Regions from separate parts of the Mus musculus genome. Here region 1 is linked to region 2. A link is a contact called in public HiCAR-type data. All regions are on one chromosome and are shown on one strand. Each heading gives the region's core, a stretch centred on a gene start, on an enhancer-like site or on the middle of the called end of the contact. The rest is flanking DNA. Distances are from core to core; before and after follow the strand shown.

Region 1 (4,526 bases), core at 483-2,982, 270 kb after region 2:
CTTTACTGCATATGTACACATTGGTTGTTTGTCCAAACTTATGAGTGGTGGCCAGCAGTAGCCAGCGCCACTCTGCAACGGCACATGTGGCTTCCCACAGGACTTCAGTTTTTCTTTGTTAGAATTGTGACTTTGCCCTGGTTCTTCCCTCTTGGGATAAAAAAATAATAATAATAATAACATTTAATTTCATAGCTCACAGTTGAGAGACTTGAACTTTCAACGAGATTTTGAAGTTTTATAGAGACTGGATTGCTAGAGAGGCTTTGGATTCTAAAAGAGACAAGTTATTTTAAAGAGACTGATTTTTAAAAAGTGCTTGGACTTGTAAAGAATGCAGAACTTTCAGTTATGTATGTTTTATATTGCAATGTTAGTTTTCTTTGGTTTATAGACACTGGGTTTCCCTATGTAGCTCTGACCATCCTAACTCACTCTCTTGCTCTGTAGAGCTGGCTGGCCTCTAATTCAAGATTCACCTGCCTCTCGGGGATTAAGGTGCTGGGATTAAAGGTTTATACTACCACCACCTGGCACAATATTAATATTAACAACCCATCTTGGGAACAAATGAGAAAGGAAAGGTTCTAACTGAAAAGTGATGGTCTGTATGTCACTTGACAAGGGGTTAATCGTCCGGATTGGTTTTTATTTTAACTTGAGACAAGCTGGAGTCATTTTCGAGGAAGGAACAGCAACCAAGAAAATGCCTGCATAAGATCAGGCTGTAGACAACCTTTATGACAATTGTCTTAATTAGTGATTGGTGTGAGGTAGAAACCCATTGTAAGTGGTGCCACCCTTGGACTGTCAGTCTAAGAAGGCATGCTAAACAAGTCTTGAGGAACAAGCCAGCAAATTATCTTGGTCATAGAGATTCCCTAAATTTTTGCCAGTGTGCATGTGGCTATATGTAAGGAAAAGCAGCCTCCCAAGGAATTTCCAGGTCTTATTCTTTCAGGTCTCCACTTAAACCTTGATTCATCAACTACACAGAGGCGGAGAAAATAGTTCCTTCACTCCCAAAGGCCTGACCCTGCAAAGTTGTGTGTCCCTATCTGAGCACCGTTGGCATGGAGAGTAACCACTGTCCAAGAAATAGATATTTCCTTAGACATCTCACTTTGGAGATTAATTTGAACATATACCACTGGCCTTTAGTCCTTTATCCAAGAAAGGAAAAAAAAAAAAAAAAAAGCAGATTCTGCCTTCAAGATCAAAGGGGAGCGAACTGACATCAGCATTCGAAGAAGCCAGCAGCAGCTGCAGCAGCCAGCCTCTGTGGTAGAGGAGAACCAGAGTGTATGCTGTTTGAAATCTTCCACCTTTCTTGTTCGTCCTTGTCTGTTCCTCTGGGTTTCTGGATGTAAAGGTGGAATAAACCTCCCTACAGTCTCTGCTAACACATCCTTGGAATTCCAAACTCAACAGTTTGGTTTACATTTCCAACAGCAGCAAAAGCAATCTGTTCACTGAGAGCAAAGCCAGAGGGGGCCAATTAGGGGAGAGGATTTTAAAGAAAAGAATAAACAGAAAGAAGAAAAGCTAAGATGAAAGGTCCAGAGGGGAGTGAGTGACAAGTCTGAGAAGGAAGCCTGAGTGAGCCTGACAGGTGGGCTGAGCAGCGGCTGCCAGGGCAGCGCGTGCTGCTCAGGTTTCCTACCCACCGAGGGCAGGGCAACGCCAGCCCTGGTGGCGACGCCTCGTGAGCGTGGGCAGCGGAGGAGGGAGCGGGGTGTGAGCCCTACGCTAGGCAGCTGCGACAGGCGGCGGGCGTGCGGCTCTCAGCCAGCCTGAATCCCATTGGCCCTCGGGACGCGCTCCGAGCTGCTCCTCTCCCCCAGGGCGCAGAGGCTGCCCACTGGTCCGCGAGCTCGGTTTGGAGAAATTCTTTGCCTGGCTAGCAAGGAGAGCAAGACTGGGCTCTGGCGACTCCCTAGAGCACGCTTCATGGTGGAGACTCAGGGAGGAGAAACCCAGGGATGACAGGCAGAAGGCAACACGGGCACTGACAGGACTCCAAGAAGGCTACCGGCCACCAGCAGCCAGATGAACAGGCTGGGTCAAATGCTCTAGCTAGGTGCATGCGCCTGGTGGAGCGCGCAGGTCGGACTGTGCTCTCCGCGGTCCGCCCTGCGCTGGTGCCCGGCCGGTACCAGGATGGGCACTGGAGCCCCAGGGCCGCGCCCGCTACAGCCCGGCGTCCCTCCTGCGTCCTGAGCTCATGTATGTAGGTGCCACTCCGCCGGGGTGAGGGTGCATGTTGGAGGTCCGCACCGCAGGCATGGGGACGCCCCCGGAAAGTACTCTATGGCCGATCTGAAGGAGAGGACCCCTTCCTGCCTGCCAAGTTTTAAATATGGGCGACTCGCCCTGAGCTGAGGTCCACTGGCATTGGCGGTGAGCCAGAGGCCAGCCTTAATTGGAGTCCTAATAGAAAGGGCTGGCAGAGATAGAGGGGGACAGAGGCACTGGTGCGCACGGAGAGGGTGAGTGTTTGGCAGAAGCAAATAGAGACTGGAATGTCTGTACCCAGCGATGCCTGGGGGGCTCTAGACTCCTTTGGGTGGCAGAAACTTTGAGATCCACAAAAGGCTGGAAGAGGCCCTTCAGTAAGATAGCCTTGGCCCTAGTCCTATGACCCTGCACTCCCCTCCTTCCTTCTCAGTACTCCCTGGGCGAGCATCACTTATCCATCACCAAGACCCCTCCAGGTTATTTGCTACTCCAAGATAGCGCTCTAGCCGGAAGCAGCGCTCACAGTCACCCTCCACATCTCCTAGTGAAGAGCCAATACTGGAAGTGGGGTAGCGGCTAAGGAGTAAAGCCTCAGGAATCCTGGACCCGGCCAACCAGGCAAAGCCCAGATAGTGCCTAGGTTAGAGAACAGAGGGGCATGTACTCCCTAGAGAGCAGGCATCTAAGAAGTTACAAATGAGTTGTGGGGTCTTCAGAGTAGCAGCAAGGTTTTGGTTTTGTTGGAAGGGGGTGTTTTTCTTTTTCTCTCACTTCTCCCCCAGCTTCCTTTCCATGCACAAACCCCTTGGGCAGGAGAGGAAGGGTTTCTCTTTAATTTGCGCGCACGTTTGTCAGTCTCCAACTCCACTGCGGAATTCTCTGTTTAGAAACCTGCGGGAAATGCGGCCAAGACTTAGGGAGGGCCAGCCCAGGTGCCAGGATTTGAGCTTTGAGTGCAAGCCTTGCAGCCCGCACCCGCCCGACTTGCTGCATTTTTCTGGGCTCCGCATCCTAACGGTGACCATCTCCAGCACTAATCTCCACTGCAGGAGACCCTCGCGGCCGGTGTTTTTCTCCAACTTGGCTTGCTGTGTATTCCTGCACATGTGTGATGTCTGAGAACCTCGTTATATACCAGACACTGGGCAAGTTGCCCCCGCCCCCGGCGTCCAGCTCGTTAATCTAGAGGGATGCTAGAGCCCGGGCGGCGCCGGGTCGGGAGGGGGCTACGGCGGGGCCGAGGTGCGCGCGAGCCGCGGAGCTCAGTTGTACTGCTGTTCTCTCCGCAGGGACGGCGACTCCAGGCTGGCAGCGGCGCGCCCCCGGGCTGTGAATGCGACTCGCTCATCGTCCGCGCTCCCCGCCCGCCCGCCCGCCGGGACGTGGTAGGGGATGCCTAGCTCCTCTGCGATGGCAGTTGGCGCGCTCTCCAGTTCCCTCTTGGTCACCTGCTGCCTGATGGTGGCTCTGTGCAGTCCGAGCATCCCGCTGGAGAAGCTGGCCCAAGCTCCTGAGCAACCCGGCCAGGAGAAGCGCGAGCACGCGTCTCGGGACAGCCCGGGGCGGGTGAGCGAGCTCGGGCGCGCCTCGAGGGACGAGGGCAGCAGTGCCCGGGACTGGAAGAGCAAGGGCAGCCGCGCGCTCTCGGGCCGGGAGGCGTGGAGCAAGCAGAAGCAGGCCTGGGCTGCCCAGGGCGGGAGCGCCAAGGCCGCGGACTGGCAGGTCCGGCCTCGCGGGGATACCCCACAGGGGGAGCCCCCGGCCGCCGCCCAGGAAGCTATCAGCCTGGAACTCGTTCCCACACCGGAGCTGCCTGAGGAATACGCCTACCCGGACTACCGCGGGAAGGGCTGTGTGGACGAGAGTGGCTTCGTGTATGCGATCGGGGAGAAGTTCGCCCCAGGTCCCTCAGCCTGCCCGTGTCTGTGTACGGAGGAGGGGCCCCTTTGCGCACAGCCAGAGTGCCCACGGCTTCACCCGCGCTGCATCCACGTCGACAACAGCCAGTGCTGTCCGCAGTGCAAGGAGAAGAAGAACTACTGCGAGTTCCGGGGCAAGACCTACCAGACTTTGGAGGAGTTTGTGGTAAGAGGCAAGCGCCTGCTGGCGACTTGGCACCTTCTGAAAAGGGGCACAATGGCTTTGGTTCTGTGGCATATCCCCACCCCACCCCTCTCTCTTTGAAGAGAATGATCTCCCTCATTCTCAGAAGTAGAGGGCAGTTTGGTACCCCTTTAAGATGCCCTTTCTTCCGTGCTGGGATAGTCCTTGGTAGAACTATGTGGGCA
Region 2 (4,232 bases), core at 907-3,406:
TTATGATTATTGTACCATGCTGGTCATTGGTGTTGTTCATTAGTGTTATAACTGGGTAGAATTTTTGGTTGTTCTTTAGCTTTGGAAGCTGAAATGACATCTTCTGATGTAATGAAAGCTAGTCACCTGAGAGTAGAGCTTCAGGTGAATTACATACAAGGTGCTCTGGGCTCTATGCCTGAAGTACATGATATCTTCACCAATAAGAACTTACAATCTACTCCTGGAGAGCAACCAAGAGTAATAGCAATAACCTGTCTGTTTTGGGAGTCTCTTGGAAAGCCCTGGCAAATAACTCAAAAAAGGGCTTCTCCTAACTCAGGTTTCCCCCCCGCCCCCTTGGTTAGGTTGTCTTTGGTTTTTGCAATATGCATTGTCTGACCAGATGGAAATATTTTGTTTAAACTGTACATGTATATTTATATTGGCTTATATTAGACTTACATGTATTAGAGCTGCTGGGCTTTGGCAGGGAGACATTAATCATATGATTGCTTAGGATTTTCATAATCCTTGCTGTTGTTTAACCCTCATCTGTCCTTCTGTATTTATCTCTTTTCCTTCTCCCTCGTTTCCCCTAGATCCCTGATAAGCTAGCATAAAATCTGCTATTACATTCTCTATTGCTCTGCACTCCCTTACACTGGCAACAGTCCCTCTTCCCTTTCCATGCTCCTGCAGTCACCTTCACAGGTTTACTCATACCCAAAGTTTAGGAACTAGGAGCCTCAGATGAGAGACAGAGAGAACAAGCAACCTTTAATTTTCTAGGTCTGAGTCACCTTATTCATTATCATCTTTTCCAGTTCCATTCATGTACTGGGCTAGACTCCGGAGACAGAAGTCTAATTTTGCTTTGTTTTCAATAACATTTCTCTGTGTACTTCAGGCTGGCTTTGAACATGCTACATAGCTGGGGTTGGTTTGGATCTTCCAGTTTCCTACCTCAGGTTCTTGAGTGCTCCTGGTTTCCTACTTCAGGTTCCTGAGTGCTAGCGTTTCTCGCATGTGTAATCATGCTCCATACTTAGCACTTGAGTGTACTCAGCAGCCTCTCCTTATGCACTGTTGTTCAGGGTTATAGATGTTTTAGCGTTGTTGAAGCTAAATGTTAATTTCTTTCTTCTCATTTTATTTGACTGATGTTTAGAAAGCAAAGGTGACAGCCTTATTTTCCTCAGCCATTTTTCTTAGAATAGCCACATAGTGTTTTAAAAGCACTTTCATATGAATAATCATCAGATGAGACTGGTGTGTGCTTGGGATATAGGTGATAAATCATTTGGCATCGGTGAGGCAGTAAATGGTAGAGCTTGATTGGAAACAGGTTCTTCTGCATCCCAAAGGCTTCGCTTCAATGCATCACATCATGATTTATTAGTCTTGGAGAAAATTAACTAAGACATTTGAACATAAATTATTCATGTATCATGAGATTGTCCATGTATGTGGGAGGATAATAAAATAATGTGTATGACATATTAACCACATTGTACATGCTCAATAAATGCTGAACTGATTTGAACAGAAAAGAATTCCGTTTAGGAGATAGCATTGGATGTGACTTCCCAGTTAGTGTGTAGGATAGCAAACACCTCATCTTGTCTGCTGTGCCAGGAATCTGTTACTTAGAATCATGTACAGGTACACTAAGAATCATGGGACCTGTGTGTCAATTTTCATATATGTTAATTGGTAAGTAAATACATGTAAGCCAGCCTGGGTTACATTTTAAAGTGACTCAGGACAGGGAGTGAAGCTCAGTGGGAAGGGACATGCTGAAGGTGTTATCACCCGTTAGCTGTGCTACCATCCTGACCTTTGTTTCACTCTTGGCATTTGTTGTAATAATAATTAATACCTTCAAATTTACTGACTGTTAAATAATGTGTTTATACTCAACAGAAAGCTGCTATTGTACTGCCGTGAACACCACCAACTAAGATTTCTTGATAGGAAGGAGGCGAGTACAATAAGTTGCAGAAGTACCAGTCTCTGGGATGCCAGCTCCCACTCTAATTTTACAAAATTCTGCAGTGGGATCCTGATACTTACTCAACATCTGTTTTGTTCCCTGCATCTGATCCACTCCGGGTTCCTTTCAAACTGTAAGTTGCTGAAGCTGCAAAGCTTGGAATGAGAACACAGATCACGGGGAACCTATATATGGCACAACCTAAGAAGACAGCTGGCCTCCTTAGATGACATTCCTGCTCCCGCATAACCCAGATTCCATTACAGGAGGGGGTTAGAAATGGCACAGTTCAAAGTTGTTCTCCTCTTGCCTCACACATACTACTTATAGAATACAACTGCAGCCCTCCATTTACACAGAGGAAGTACTTTGCATTTGCAAATCGTTCTCTAAAAGCCAAATGAATTGATATTTCTAAGCTAAATCTGTTTTTCTCCTTTAAGGATGCTTATCAACTTAAATCCTGAAACAGATCCAAATCTTTACTCATCACATTTAAAAAACAGCATAACATAGAATCCTAATTCTCCCATTCAAAGGAAAACAGTATTCTTTACTACTTGCACGAAAACCAACACAGTTAACTGTAAATACTCAGACTATGATTCTGAGGCTCAATCTTATGATGTCAATGTACACAACAAGGTTGGAATATGCCCTATTTATTGAAAGCATACAATTCTCTGACATGTTTCAAAGAAGAAAGAAAGGCCAGTACTTCCTTCTGGAAACAGGTCCATTACATCCACAGCACGAAAGAAGATCAGCTTAGGAGTGGCATCAGAAACAGATGTGCAGAGGCTCCTGCTTACGTCCAGTAGATTGTTTTAATCTCCTTTTTCTCTATGAGGAATTTTTAATTTTAAAGTACACGCATAGCAAAAATATGAAATGATAAAATCAGAGAAAGAAATTGGAAATACTCGGACATGGAAAGGCTCAGTATGTTCTAATTGTTACTTGCAAAGCAAAATTAACCACAGTAAGTCAAATGCCGCTGAGCTTTTTAAATCAGCCATTCACCAAATGTAAACATCCCATAATTAGTCTTAAGGTTAGACCTAGCACCCTCTCTAGAAGAACTTGAATGGCCATTTGTTTACATACTCATAAGTTCTTTTAGGCCAATGGTCACCAATCATCTACTACCTGCTTCATAAGTGAAGATGAAATGGAATAGCCATCCATTTTTGTTTTATCTGTATCATCTATTTTCTCCCTACACCATCAGAAATGTGGGAATGCGGCACACCTTAAAAGCTACAAAGCTAAATTAAATATTTTCTGGCCTGTACACTAAAAAACAGGTACTAAACTATAGAGATTGCTTACATGCAAAAATGTTTGTATTGCTACGATGAGGATCTGAGTTCAATTCTCAGGAGCTAAATGAAAAAGCTGGATTTGGTGGCACATTTTTATAATCCTAGCACTAGGGAGGCAGAGACAAATGGATCCCTGGGGATACTGTTCTACAAACTTAGCCTACATGATAGTGTCTAGGCCAATGAGAGACACTGTCTCATTAAAATTAGTGGATAGCATCTGAGAAATAACACCTCAGTTTTGTGGGAATTATGCACACATGTTCTGATCCCAATACATACAGCCATATATGATTCTACACCTGAATACATATAAGTACACACAAACATGTGTACACCTAAACATCTACACACACACATACATGAACTCAAGGCTGTGAGCTGATTGGGTATTTGATCATCCTGACATATGTTATCTTTGCATGACACCCTTCTTTATTATTAATGACATCAATTTTACATGATATCTTTCTGCTATTAAATAACACAGGTTAGTTCCTTGGGACCTTACTAGTTAGTTGGTCTAAGATAGGAGTTTTCCTTTCTAAAAAATAAATATTTAGTGTCTGTAAGAATTTTCACATTCAAATTACAAAATTTTTCATAAGAACAATTATTATTTGTGGTTGGATTTCCATAGCATAGTTTCAAAGAGTCTGATAATGTAAAGACATCTTTGTTATTATATTTTTATTAATTCTTATAAAATGATTAGAAAAAAACTGATGTTTGAAGATGCATCAGTTGAAGACTGTGGCCTTATGCTTTCTTCAAGGTCACTGTTATTCTATATTTGACAACTTAAGCTGTGTTACAAAAGGTTAACATACTCTGAGTTGTAGTACAGCTCTTAGTGTTGTGTAGTGGACATTCTTTATGACAGCCCATGGCAGGCCTATGACTTCTGACTGAAATTTAGGATACATGAAAAA

What was found. HiCAR-type assays count read pairs that join an accessible place to other places.
Region 1: a HiCAR-type map of PVALB interneurons shows a contact between it and region 2, with 5 times the contacts expected there. The contact joins the promoter of Vwc2 here to the enhancer-like site in region 2. A contact is called at or near these places in 5 of 484 Hi-C or Micro-C datasets (cerebral cortex, cortical neurons and embryonic stem cells) and 3 of 115 datasets of contacts at active chromatin or transcription factors (PVALB interneurons, SST interneurons and craniofacial prominence).

The regions. Positions count from the first base shown.
Region 1 is chr11:11,112,284-11,116,809 of GRCm38.p6, forward strand. It overlaps Vwc2 (von Willebrand factor C domain containing 2), which reads left to right and starts at 1,733. Exons shown (of 4, transcript NM_177033.3): 1 at 1,733-2,226; 2 at 3,528-4,323. The coding sequence starts at 3,631.
Region 2 is chr11:10,839,110-10,843,341 of GRCm38.p6, forward strand. No RefSeq gene overlaps it. Among named protein-coding and RNA genes, the nearest start is that of Vwc2, 270 kb to the right of the region's middle. Within about 2 kb of position 2,157, at least 6 of the 459 cell types and tissues checked have an H3K27ac peak or open chromatin away from gene starts, as enhancers often do. A contact at or near this core is called in PVALB interneurons and SST interneurons, where this site is marked.